2 separate regions of the Mus musculus genome follow, and region 2 is linked to region 1. The links are chromatin contacts, called in public HiChIP or PLAC-seq maps. All regions are on one chromosome and are shown on one strand. Each heading gives the region's core, a stretch centred on a gene start, on an enhancer-like site or on the middle of the called end of the contact. The rest is flanking DNA. Distances are from core to core; before and after follow the strand shown. Region 1 overlaps Nr1h4 (nuclear receptor subfamily 1, group H, member 4). Region 2 holds the start of Nr1h4 (nuclear receptor subfamily 1, group H, member 4).

Region 1 (5,837 bases), core at 944-3,443:
CACACAGTAGCACAAGCTACTTTAATCTTCCCACACACTTACTGAGGGATAGGAGTCAGAGGCAGAAGAGTTGCTGGAAGCTTGCAGAGTGGCCAGCCTGGTGCAGCATTGCATAAAAGAGATTGCCTCAAACAAGCTCAAAGGTGAGGACCAACACTCAAGACTGTCCTTTCAACAACACAGGCCCGCCATGATGCATGTCCCCACTCGCACACAGACATATATATATACACATAGAGGACAGAAGGAGCTCAAGCCAGTGTATGGAAGACTGGGGGGTGACAGCTTGGTGGGTGAAGAGACGCTGGAATCGGAGTTGATAAAGCAAGTGAGCAGGAAGGTAAGATGGTTGTCTTCCATCACGGCTCGTCAAAAACCTAGGCACTTCAGCTTTTAGAGAATATGTATTGGTATTAATAGGTATGTGTTTGGTACAGGTTTAATAAAAATCCATCTCCAAGTATTACAAACAAATTATATATATATATATATATATATGTACATATATATATATATATATAAACAACTTATGTGTGTAGATCTATATAAAACAACAATATATATATCAAGTTGTAGAACATGAAGATGCCCCACTCAGATCTCCCTTTACAAGAGTCCATGGCAGCCTGACAGCTGCTCCCTTGTGACTGTTAACAAGGATTGTCAGCTGCAATCCAGCTGCAGGCTGATCACAGACAGCAATGCCTCTGTGGGCCTGTTCAGTGGGCATCTCTAACCTCATTCTTCTCTTTACCCTAGCTTAGACCTCCTCAGCCCTGTGCTCTGAGTCTCTCCCTAGTCAAGCCTTCTTTTCCTTCCCACAGGCATCAGATCAATGAAGTAGGGGGAAGGCTCTCTCTCACTGGACCTGCTTCCTCCCCTTCTATTTTTCAGAGATTCTCATAGATTAATCCTTTGCATATTTAATTTAATCCTGTCATTTGCTTTTACCAACTCCCAAAGCTTATACAACTAGAGTAAAGCCCTGTAATAGATCATGCAAAAATTACTTTTATAACATGGAGGATGTTCCTCTTAGAAATCCAGTAGTGGGGGGAAAGAGATAGAGATATATAGAAAGAGACAGAGATTAGAATATCTGAGTAATTAATTCCCCTTCAGATCTCTACTCATCAAAATATTTTAATTTCTATAGCAACTATGCTATGTGTCACCTGAATGAACTTTAGACAGCTCATCTTGAAAGGAGAGAGTGCCACAGCAGAGTCCCCATGTCAGCACTGTCTGTGCACTCAGCTTACACACAGATCCCAAACAGATGCCTGATCCTTGGGACTAACAGCTTCCAGAAGGACTGGGAAAAGAAGACTTCCCAGCACTTAGTTTTCAGGGAGGGAGAAACTAAGAATTCTGATACCTGGGAAGATCCTTCGGTGCCAGTCTGGCATGGCAGTGGAAGGGACACTGTGACACAGTTGCTGTCCCTAGAGCAGGGCAAATAGGATGTGGCCCTCCATAAGTGCTGTGCACGTAGGGCTTGTTTGCATAATAATGTACATATTTTGCTTCATTTGTTCCTTCTTGGGAGAATGTTTTCCCTTCCAAGGTTAATACTGCATAATAATCAGAAACAGCCCGAGTCTGGGAAGCAAGAATGCATCTGATGTTCCTCAGCAAATACTGTGACCTTCAGGATAGCCCTTAAGGCTGTGGGAAAGAACTCTGAAAACACGAGTTCAAGAATTTCTCAACTATGAAAAATATAAGGATGCAATATGAATTGTGTGAGGGCCTTCATAGACCAAAACCAAATCAAACCAATCAAACAAACAAACAATAAAAAAATAAACAGAGGCATCTGCACTAGTGAGTCAATAAAGGGAAAGGAATAGAAAAACAAACAAACAAACAAACAAACAAACAAAACCAAGGCTTATGGTTTAAATAATATAGGAGCACCAGGAAGTGAGGGAGTGGTCGTCCTAGGTCAGGAATCCCACTCAACCAAGCTTACTGTTTGTGTTTACAAAGGCAGGTAGATTTCTGAGTGCAAGGCCAGCCTGGGACAGATGGAGTTTAGGTCCTGAAGTGGTGGAAGTTGTGATCTCAGGGCAGGATCCCATCCAGCTAAGCTTACTGGTTGTGTTTACAAAGGCAGACAGACCTCTGAGCTCAAGGTTTGTCTACAGAGCAAGTTCAAGGACAGCCTAACTTAGGCAATGAAGAAGTTGGAAAACAGAAAGTTTCTCACATAATAACGTCTATGTCTGGATTTGGCAACCACAAGCCTATGCCCAGTGAACCGCAGGACTTGCTAAGTTTAAAAAAAAAAAATGTGCTTGCTGTCTTTTTCTAAGAATCCAGGGACTAAGGTCACAAAATGCTGATTCATGGGATAATCAAAAGGGAACTTGGAGTAAATGATTGAATTGTTATGCAAATAAAAGACTGGGCTTTGGTCTGCATGAGCAGAGCTATTCAGAGAGCTAACAGGTTTTCTGACTTCAGTTGGGCAATCCAGGAGCTATCTAGAAAGCTATCTCAAGCAGAAGACAAAGCTAGCAGCTTGCACGCATCACTGATTTCGAGTCACATCTTCTGCTGCTCCCATTCACCCCTTTCTCAGGACCCTCTCCCAAGCCAAGGCGGATTCTCGGCAGCCCAGGGAAGCAAGTGGCAGATAAGCAGCTGAAAGCAAACCTCCACCTATTTGTCCATTCTTTCTCTCAGTCATTCTCCAGATGTTTCTTAAGCAATTAAGCTTCTACACCAAGTAGCATGTGCTAGGATCGCTTACACACACACACACACACACACACACACACACACACACACACATGCCCCCCAACACACACACACAGAGAGAGAGAGAGAGAGAGAGAGAGAGAGAGAGAGAGAGAGAGAGAGCTTAATATAAGGTCCCAATCCAATCCATGTGAAAAATAAAATCTACCACCTGACATTTATCTGGTAGATTTTTATTGCCTTGTTGCCTACCTGTTCTGGGCCAGAATTAATAATTTAAAAATGTAGACTATAATCCATACTTCTTGACAACACAATGCCTTTCAGAGAGTGAAAGTCTGAGACAACAGCCTTAGATCCTTCAACCATCCCCCACTTCCCCCAGAGACAGGGATCACACCTTTGAAATTCCCTTATCTCCCTGTAGGAGTTTTCCACTCTGTTTTATCCTAAGGAGACTTGCAAAGATGTATTTTCATATTTCCCTCTTCTGTTCAAAAACCTTTAGCATCTCAATATTACGTAGAAAATAACAAAATTCAAGGCTCTTAACCATCTCGTCTCCATTCCCCTTCTTGTAAGCCTAAATCTATTAACCACAGCTTCACTTGCCCAAGATGTCTGGCCACACTGGCCCTTCGGTCCTACAACTGCACCCCATGCCTCCAGATGCAGTACCATTCAGGGCCTGGTTCAAATGCTAACACAACCTCTCCAGGCAAGGTGCTTCCCAACTAGAGGTCACCTCTCAGCTAGCTCTGCTCTTGGGCTTTTTACTGGGCTTCGTCTTAGTTGTACAGCTTTCTCTTTCTTTACAAGACCTTTGATTTTTACAAAGGAGGCAGTTTGATTAATCTCTTCACCATGGCACTTCCCCTCTAAATCCTCATTAAACGAATGAACCGGTGGCTGCATAAGAACAGTGTACCTTCTACAAGTATGCACTGTTAAACTCTGCTAATGATGGCAACTATACTTTAGGGTTTGGGGAAATGTATACAGGGGTCTTGAAGATAGCTGTCAATTTTTAACTAAGAAAACATTATGACTATAAGGTAGTTTAAAAAGATAATCTCTAATGTGTATGCTTGTATGTGTGTGTGTGTGTGTGTGTGTGTGTGTGTGTGTGTGTGTGTGTGCATAATACAAATACATACCTCCTTCTGATTGCTGTTCTAGAATGCTGGTTTTAGAAGTCTAACCTTGTTCCAATTAGTCACAGAATAAGATCTTTAGAGGAGGTTATCTCTCCAACTCCATTCCCCAACCCACCCATAAGCTCATAGTGAAATAAAAACACCTTATTTTAAGGATTCCCACAAGAAAAACTTGCACAGAATTTATGGAAGTCCATCCCAGCGTCTCTTGGCATTTTCTGCCAGAGTATCACTCCATAACAAGTTAAGCTGAATTATGTGTGGTATGATTTCACGTTGTCTCTTAAGGGGTAGTGTATTATATTGATTTAAATGTATGGCTTCTAGCTGGGGATAGGGGCTTTAGCTCAGTAGAAGGCCAAATGCTCAATCCATGAGATGCTCCATTTAGTTCCAGTCATTGCAAAGTAAATAAAGTGAAGAAGACATATGGCTTCTGAGATCAGAATTTCTGTTTGTCTCTGGAGACCTGAGCTTTCTCTCTTGGCTTCCTCATCTTTAACGTAGGGGTGATAATAGAACTCATCTCATAGGGTGATTTCAGACTTTGACTAAACTGTATGTAAATTATTCAGAACAATGTCTGGAATCTGGAAAATGATAAATGAGTACTGATGATAATTGTTTATTTTATTTTGAATAGGATAGATAATAGCTTAATACTAGTCTTTCATACCTATAGGTTAGGAATAAATGAATCTTTTTTTTTTCCTGAACTGGATAGACCCAGTTCCATTGTACCATTTTTAATCAGATGAAAATTTTTAATATTTCACAGGTCTTCATCTTAGTTCAGAGAAGAATATTTTGCTGGGTTTTTTTGTTTTGGTTTAGTTTGGTTTTTTGTTTGTTTTTCGTGACAGGGTTTCTCTGTATAGCTCTGGCTGTCCTGGAACTCACTTTGTAGACCAGGCTGGTCTCGAACTCAGGATAAATCCGCCTGCCTCTGCCTCCCGAGTGCTGGGATTAAAGGCATGCGCCACCATACCCGGCTATTTTGCTGTTATTAAAAGAATTTTCGAACCATGATTCCAAAAGTCCCACCTATTTAACCTATATTTTTTTATAGCCGTTCTTCATGCTAGGTGCATGGTCATGTAATGTTGCCTGGTAGATTAGGGCCCATCTTCATGGTTTGAACGCCAAGTTTTACTTAGATTAAAAACTCTTTAAGTATGTCACTTACCACTCTTTCGAATTCTTTCTTCCAACAGGTCTGCATGACCGGCAGGAAGTTTCTTATTGAAAATCTCCGCCGAACGAAGAAACATGGCCTCCACTGCGGACCCTTTGAGCAAAGCAATCTGATCTTCGTGATCCAGTGTCTGAAACCCTATGATGATAATCAAACGGGTCAAGGAGTCCTGTTTGCCCAATAATATTTCACACTGCTTACATAGGATACTATTGCATGTCCACAATAAGATATCATCATCAGATCATCCATACTGGTAAAGCCTTCGCATCAACTGACAGTAGGTCTTCAGGGGGAGTCAACTGGATTCCTGTTGAACCCCCAATGAGAAGCTTGATGTTTGTCTCCACTGAGTCAGGCTTACTGGAGAAATGCAATGAAAAGAGAGATGCCAACTGCACAGCAAGCTCATGCATAACTGTAGAGAATGGCTGACTCAGATGGAGCAGCCCTCGGAAACTGGATGTAGGCAGATTCTCTTTGAGCCATTATTCCGGGCACACCTGGCATGCAGGGTCAACTCAGAAAACAAAAGCTCCCAGAGCCAGAATATTGACCTGTGAGGCTCAGTCAGAATGTAGGGAATGAGTGACCCCCCCCCCCCCAGATGACTGGTGTCGCCTTGAGGTATGATTTCTGGGCTATGGTCTGCACCATGCAAGGTGCAGACAAAACTGAGGAAGAACTATTTGTTTCGAGGAACAGAATGTCATCTGGAAGACACGAAGTCCTCCAAGTCCTCATCAAGGCATTTAGAGCACAGCCCCCAGCAACGGCTC
Region 2 (5,837 bases), core at 2,427-4,926, 36 kb after region 1:
TTCTCTCAATTCTCCCTCCACCCAGACCCAGCTTCTCATCATCCCAAGGTCAAAGCCAATTAGCACCAGAAGCTGGATCTGTAGAACCCAGGGAAATGGTTAACTTTTCCTTCTCACATGACAGTTCTCGGTCTCAAAAGACAATTTTAGTAAAGCAAATATCTCCATAATCAAGAAAAACCCAGAGCCCCAAACTCAGGTCAGTTAATGACATCAACATCACATCTGTCCCTGGAACCATCTAACACAAAACAGGAAGAGGGATGGGAGACGGCCCAGGCAGTCAAGTACCTGCCACACATGCATGAAGACCTACATTCCTCAAAACCATGCCAAAAAGCCAGGAGAGCTCCAGGGTTCTGCTTGATTCTGAGTTGCTAGTAAGCCCAGCTAAGAACTCAGAGACAAGAAGGAGCCTGTGGCTCACTGGTCAGACAGCCTACTTGACAAACACGGGGCCAGTGAGAGATCTTGTCACAAGGAAACCCTGAAGAACCAAACAAAACCAGTGACAGTACCTAAAACGCCTGAAGTTGACCTCTGGCCTCCACATGCATTTAAGCACACACGCACACAAATACAGCTTTTCCAAGGCTATAGATAATTTTATGCTAAATAGTAAAACATTGCAAAATGTGAGAATAGTATACAATGATAAGAAACAATGCTTCGGTTCTCAAAGAATACTCACTTCTAGCTTTTCACAGTTCACTGCATAACCACAGAGCACAGCAGTAAGTATCCAGCCAGTATAAAAATGAAGAATTGGCACAGCTGACATTTTCTAAATGGTTAGACCAGAGCAACTTCTACTACAGAATTGATTATGAGCCTTAACTCCCTGCACTTGATCTATTACAATTTCCATAGCCCATTAACCCCTGGCCCAACCTTTCTTTCTCATCAGGTAATTCTTAGTTTAAAGTACAGTTGTTGGGGCTGGAGAGATAGCTCAGTGGTTGAGAGCATTGACTACTCTTCCAGTAGGTCCTGAGTTCAATTCCCAGGACCCACATGGTGGCTCACAACCATTTATAATGGGATCCAATTCCCTCTTCTGGTGTGTCTGAAGACAGCTACAAACCTCATATACATAAAATAAATAAACAACTCTTTAAAGTACAGTTGCTGAGAAAGAGGGTTGACACTAAAGATCTTAGAAAGATCTCGATGTTATTGATAACTGATGGATAATTATCCCCACACACAGTCTGTTCTAATAGCATGACCATTGAGAGGTCTATTGTGTCATCTATAATGGACACTTGATATTTGGCACACATTGAACACACCATGAACAAGACAGAAAATGTCCAGCCTTTCTTCTGTTTCTCTGTTGGGGGACCAGAGATGTCAAGGACAGGACAAAGCAACTAAGTCATTAAGTGTTGATCTATGTGATAGAGAAGGAGTGGAGGGGGTTGAAGTGGATCCACTGTAACTTAGAGTACCAGAATTTGGATCCTTTGGATGAGAGACTCCATGAGAGTTTAGGAAAATGGTCTTAAATAGGAACACATAAATAAACTCCAGGGGAGTCTGAGGTATCCCCGAAAGCCAACTTCTGGATAGAGGCCTCTACCTTTCCATAGATCGTCATCCAGAGGAACTTCCTGAGTTGAAAGGAGGGTTTCAGACTTACAATATGACAGCCATTAACATGAGGATTTTGGACAGCTGAGATGCAGTTAGTAAAACTAAGGGACAAGAGTTTTAAATGTATTAAATTCTCAGTAATTAAAAAAATCTTAATTAAGTAATCATTAGAGGCTGGTGGCTGTCAACAGGACAGCTCTAGGGAGTTTGTGAACAGAAAACGGGTTCACATGCTCATGGTGACACTTGCCTGCACTTCAGTTAGCGTCGGTGTCCAGAGCAAATGATCCCCCTACCCCTGTTTTCTTTGTTTTGTTTTACAGTTTTGTGGTTGCTGTTTTGTTTTGCTGTTTTAATTTACCTCCGATGCAGTTCTAAGCACAGCAAATGTTCAGTGGAATTGAATTGAGAGGGAACTTGCTTTAACACATGTCTTGTTTCCTAAGCCATGGCTTCTTCGCCAAATGACATGGCTTCATTTGTGAAGTTGTTTGCCGTTCCCTGCGCCTGACCTTGGGACATAGGTGTTTCTCCCAGCTGTGTCAGCTGATGGCCTCCTTCAAGAGACCTGCCCCAGTTTCCCCAGGTAGAACTAATCTCTCTAACCTCTGTACACACTTCTAATACAGCACTTATCAGAAACATGAATAATTAGCCGTATGTGTTCTCGGCCTTTATCTTCCATGCTAAACTTGAGGCAGTAATAAGAAACTAGTCTATACTGTAACAGAGGAGATGGGTCTGCACTCAATTCACCTGCAAATGGCTAAACATACGAACTTGGGGACGACATTGAACTTCTTTCAGCTTCGGTTTCAGCCCCCATAAAGCTGGAGTCCTGAGCTGTTGAGGTCAGAGGCTGCAGGCAGTAAGGAAGGCATAAGGCAAGGAATGTATACTGTGTTCTCCACACAGAGCAAACATTCAGTAGTACATCCTGCTTGGCTGCTGTTGTGGTTAGCTGTGAACGCTCTCTCCGAGGGGAGTGTTAGATTATATTCCCTTTCCTATCATTTCTGACCCTGGACACAGTGTCTGGCACATAGTAAGCATGAAATAAATGTGTGCTAAATAGAAGGGGGTAGAAAATTTGCTTTGCCACACCATGAAAGTAATTTCTCTCTCTGAATACAGTGTCAGCCGCTTTGAAACACCACGCTTAAGGAAAATGAACTGCTGCCAAGTCTGTGATCAAAAGTATGCACATCGTTGTAATTACTGGGGAAATGATTAGCGTTTAATTCTTGGTGGAAGTTTAGAAAGATGAGTTTGTGTTTTGAGAAAAAAGAATACTTACATTAGACTGTCTTTTCATGGTAAAGTATATTTTAACTCAGAGAAAACTAAAAACCCTAAGCGTAAATCTCAGTTTTTATCCATCTTACTTGTTGGAAAACACTGGAAGAAACATGAGACAAAACTAGTTCATTAAATCTATATTTCTTCTTTTTTCTGAGATCTCTATTTCATCATGACCCTTGCACATACTTACACATGTGTGACTGAAACCAAATTCCACAACACAAATTTATCTTTACTTCTGGGTAGGTGTGTTGATGTTTTCTTTATTCTAGTTTTTGAGGCTGGTACCAGGACACCAGACAAGGGTCAGAATTCAGTGACATGGAGTTTCAGCATTTTAAAGGCACAGGATTCAGTAAGAGACTTTAATTTTCTTCAAGCGTCCACGGACATCACTGTTAACATTTGACTGACTTGAAAGAATAGTACTTGGTTGGCCCTATAAGATCCCTATAAGATACTCACGTAGTTAGAACTATAGAAATCAACCCCTAAGACCCCCGTCTTCTCTGCTTGTCTGGACCTCCTTCTGACGGAGACCTATGGCTTTGACCTCTAACAAAAAGACCCATGTATTTGCCCAGTGCAGTAGGAGAGCCCACGTAGGGACAGAGGTGTAGTGACCTACCTTTAGCTGGCTTCACACTCATCCCTTCCGGCACAAATCCTGACAGCCGGTGGCTGTGGTGAAGACTAATCTGAATTGGATTTTCTAAACCCTGAAACTGCATCACCATCCTTAGCTTCCTCACGGCAACTGAGAAGGAGCCGAGGTAAGAAGCGACAGGGGCCAGAGGTTGGTGTGGTTTACTGATTAACCCCATCGCTGAGCGGAATATTTGTAAATGTTTATGAGAAAAGTCCTCAATGCCAAATTGCCTAGTAAGCTGGAAACTGGTGTCTTAGATAAACATTTTGGGGAACCCTTTCCCAGCCTAAGAATTTTTTGAGGGTAAATTTCCGTTCCCTGCCTCTAAGACTGGCTGGAGGTCAAATGCCACACGGATGGATCTTTACCTTTGTAACTAGGGCACATTTGTAACAGCAGAAGCATTAAGGAATAAGACTTCACAGTTAGCCTGAGAAGCCTACTATAGACCTGGACAAATGGGTTTGTATCTAGTAATATGGGAAGAATTGTCCGGCCCATACTCCAGTTCATATGTTGAAATCCTAGCCCCAAGGACCTTACAGTGACCTTATTTAGCAATTCCACTATGGCTCATGTCCTTATGACAGGAGAGAGAGAGAGAGAGAGAGAGAGAGAGAGAGAGAGAGAGAAAGAGAGAGAGAGAGAGAGAGAGAGAGAGAGAGAGAGAGAGAGAGAGAGAGAGAGAGCAGGACCTGTGGATGGAAAATGAAGTAAAGAGGCAAGACATGGCTTTGATATGACAAACAGAAAGATCTAGAAGGATTCCTTCCTGGGAGTCTCAGGAGGAGCCAATCTTTCTGATTTTAGACTTCTAACCTTCAGAATTCTAAGTCAATACATTTTGTTGTTTAAGCCGTGCAGCTTTGATATTCAGGCACAGTAGTCAAAACCAAAATAAATAAATTTAATAAATCCAATCTTTCTTAATATCTACAAGCTCTATGGACAATGAACACGTACATAGGCTAATTTTCTGCCTTTATTTTCTCATTTTTTTATAAAAAGGATTGATCCAGTGTGGTGGTGGCATACACCTTTAATCCTAGCACTTAGGAGGCAGAGACAGAGGATTTCCATGTGTTCATAGCATGCCTGGTCTATAGAGTGAGTTTTAGGACAGCTAGGTCTACATAGAGAAATCCTGTCTCAAAAAACAAACAAAAAAGTTGGCCTTTATTTTTATGCTATGTATATGCATGACACATGTGTACCTGGTGCTCACAGAGGCCAGAAGAGGGTGTGGAATTTTCTGGAACGGGAGTTACAGAAAGTTGTGATCTGTCACATGGGTGCTGGGAACCAATCTTGGGTCCCCTGCAAGAGCAACAGGTGTTTTTCAAATGCTGAGACATCTCTCTGGCTCCAATTTCCTAATTTCTAAAGGGTGGAGGTGATAATAACACAACTCATAGTCATATCTGATTTAAATAAAATAATGTAAAAATGCCATAAGTATATGGTGGTTGTTGTCATTGTACTGATATTATACTTAGTTTGAAATTGTAGCATGGCTTCCTTATGGGATAGAAATGGTTCCATTTTTAAAAACATGTACATAATTTCTGAATATCAGCCTTAAGACTTTGCTATGTTGTTGTTTTTGTTGTTGTTGCTGCTGCTGCTGTTGAGAAAGTGTGAGCAATGGACTCAGTAGACTCAGGGTTGATTCCAGGCATGACGCTACTAGGCATGCTATGTAACTTCAGGTAAGTCTCTGGGCTGCTGTGGGCCCCATTTGTCAGCCTCACCAGATGGAGAAATATAGATAATAATAGATAATATCCCTGCCTACACCCTTCACAGGCTTGCTGTGAAGATAAAATGAGATTATCAACATGAAAGCAAATTCAGAGACAAAGGTGATACCTGCCATAATTTGCTGACATCCCCACAGCCTTTATAAGTGTCCAAAGTGTATTAACACATTATCTCTCAGGAGCCTCACTTCTACCATATGTAACAGCGTCTTATGTATGAGGCCCTCTGTCTTCAACCCTATCTTACAGAGGATGAATGACAACTCAGTGCGGTTAAGTGACTTGTGAATAGTTTACAAGGAATGAAGCAGAGACGTTAGCATTTGACTTCAGGATCAGAATCCGATGGCTGAAAGGCTAAGGCATATCTGCATCACTCCCTGTAGGACTGAGGGGACCTCAGGAGATGGGGGAGGAAGAATGTAAGAGGAACAAAGAGGTGACTGTGGTAGAACACTGTCATGGGACACCACCACTGTGCTCCTGACCTCACAGCAGCTGAGCTTTCTGGCACAAGACCTACAAGAGAT

The links. HiChIP or PLAC-seq counts read pairs in DNA pulled down with a chosen protein or histone mark.
Region 2: an H3K27ac HiChIP or PLAC-seq map of embryonic stem cells shows a contact between it and region 1, with 7 read pairs. The contact joins the promoter of Nr1h4 here to the enhancer-like site in region 1. A contact is called at or near these places in 1 of 39 promoter capture datasets (macrophages), 1 of 15 datasets of contacts at CTCF or cohesin (the NIH/3T3 cell line), 15 of 484 Hi-C or Micro-C datasets (8-cell embryo, the C10 cell line, the G1E-ER4 cell line and 8 more), 4 of 115 datasets of contacts at active chromatin or transcription factors (embryonic stem cells, hepatocytes, intestinal crypt epithelium and 1 more) and 2 of 9 other capture datasets (adipose tissue and pancreatic islet).

The regions. Positions count from the first base shown.
Region 1 is chr10:89,468,703-89,474,539 of GRCm38.p6, forward strand. It overlaps Nr1h4 (nuclear receptor subfamily 1, group H, member 4), which reads right to left. Exons shown (of 9, transcript NM_009108.2): 7 at 5,050-5,196. Among named protein-coding and RNA genes, the nearest start is that of Gas2l3, 28 kb to the left of the region's middle. Within about 2 kb of position 2,194, at least 14 of the 459 cell types and tissues checked have an H3K27ac peak or open chromatin away from gene starts, as enhancers often do. A contact at or near this core is called in 8-cell embryo, embryonic stem cells and hepatocytes, where this site is marked.
Region 2 is chr10:89,502,982-89,508,818 of GRCm38.p6, forward strand. Nr1h4 (nuclear receptor subfamily 1, group H, member 4) reads right to left here and starts at 3,677. Exons shown (of 9, transcript NM_009108.2): 1 at 3,527-3,677. The coding sequence starts at 3,635.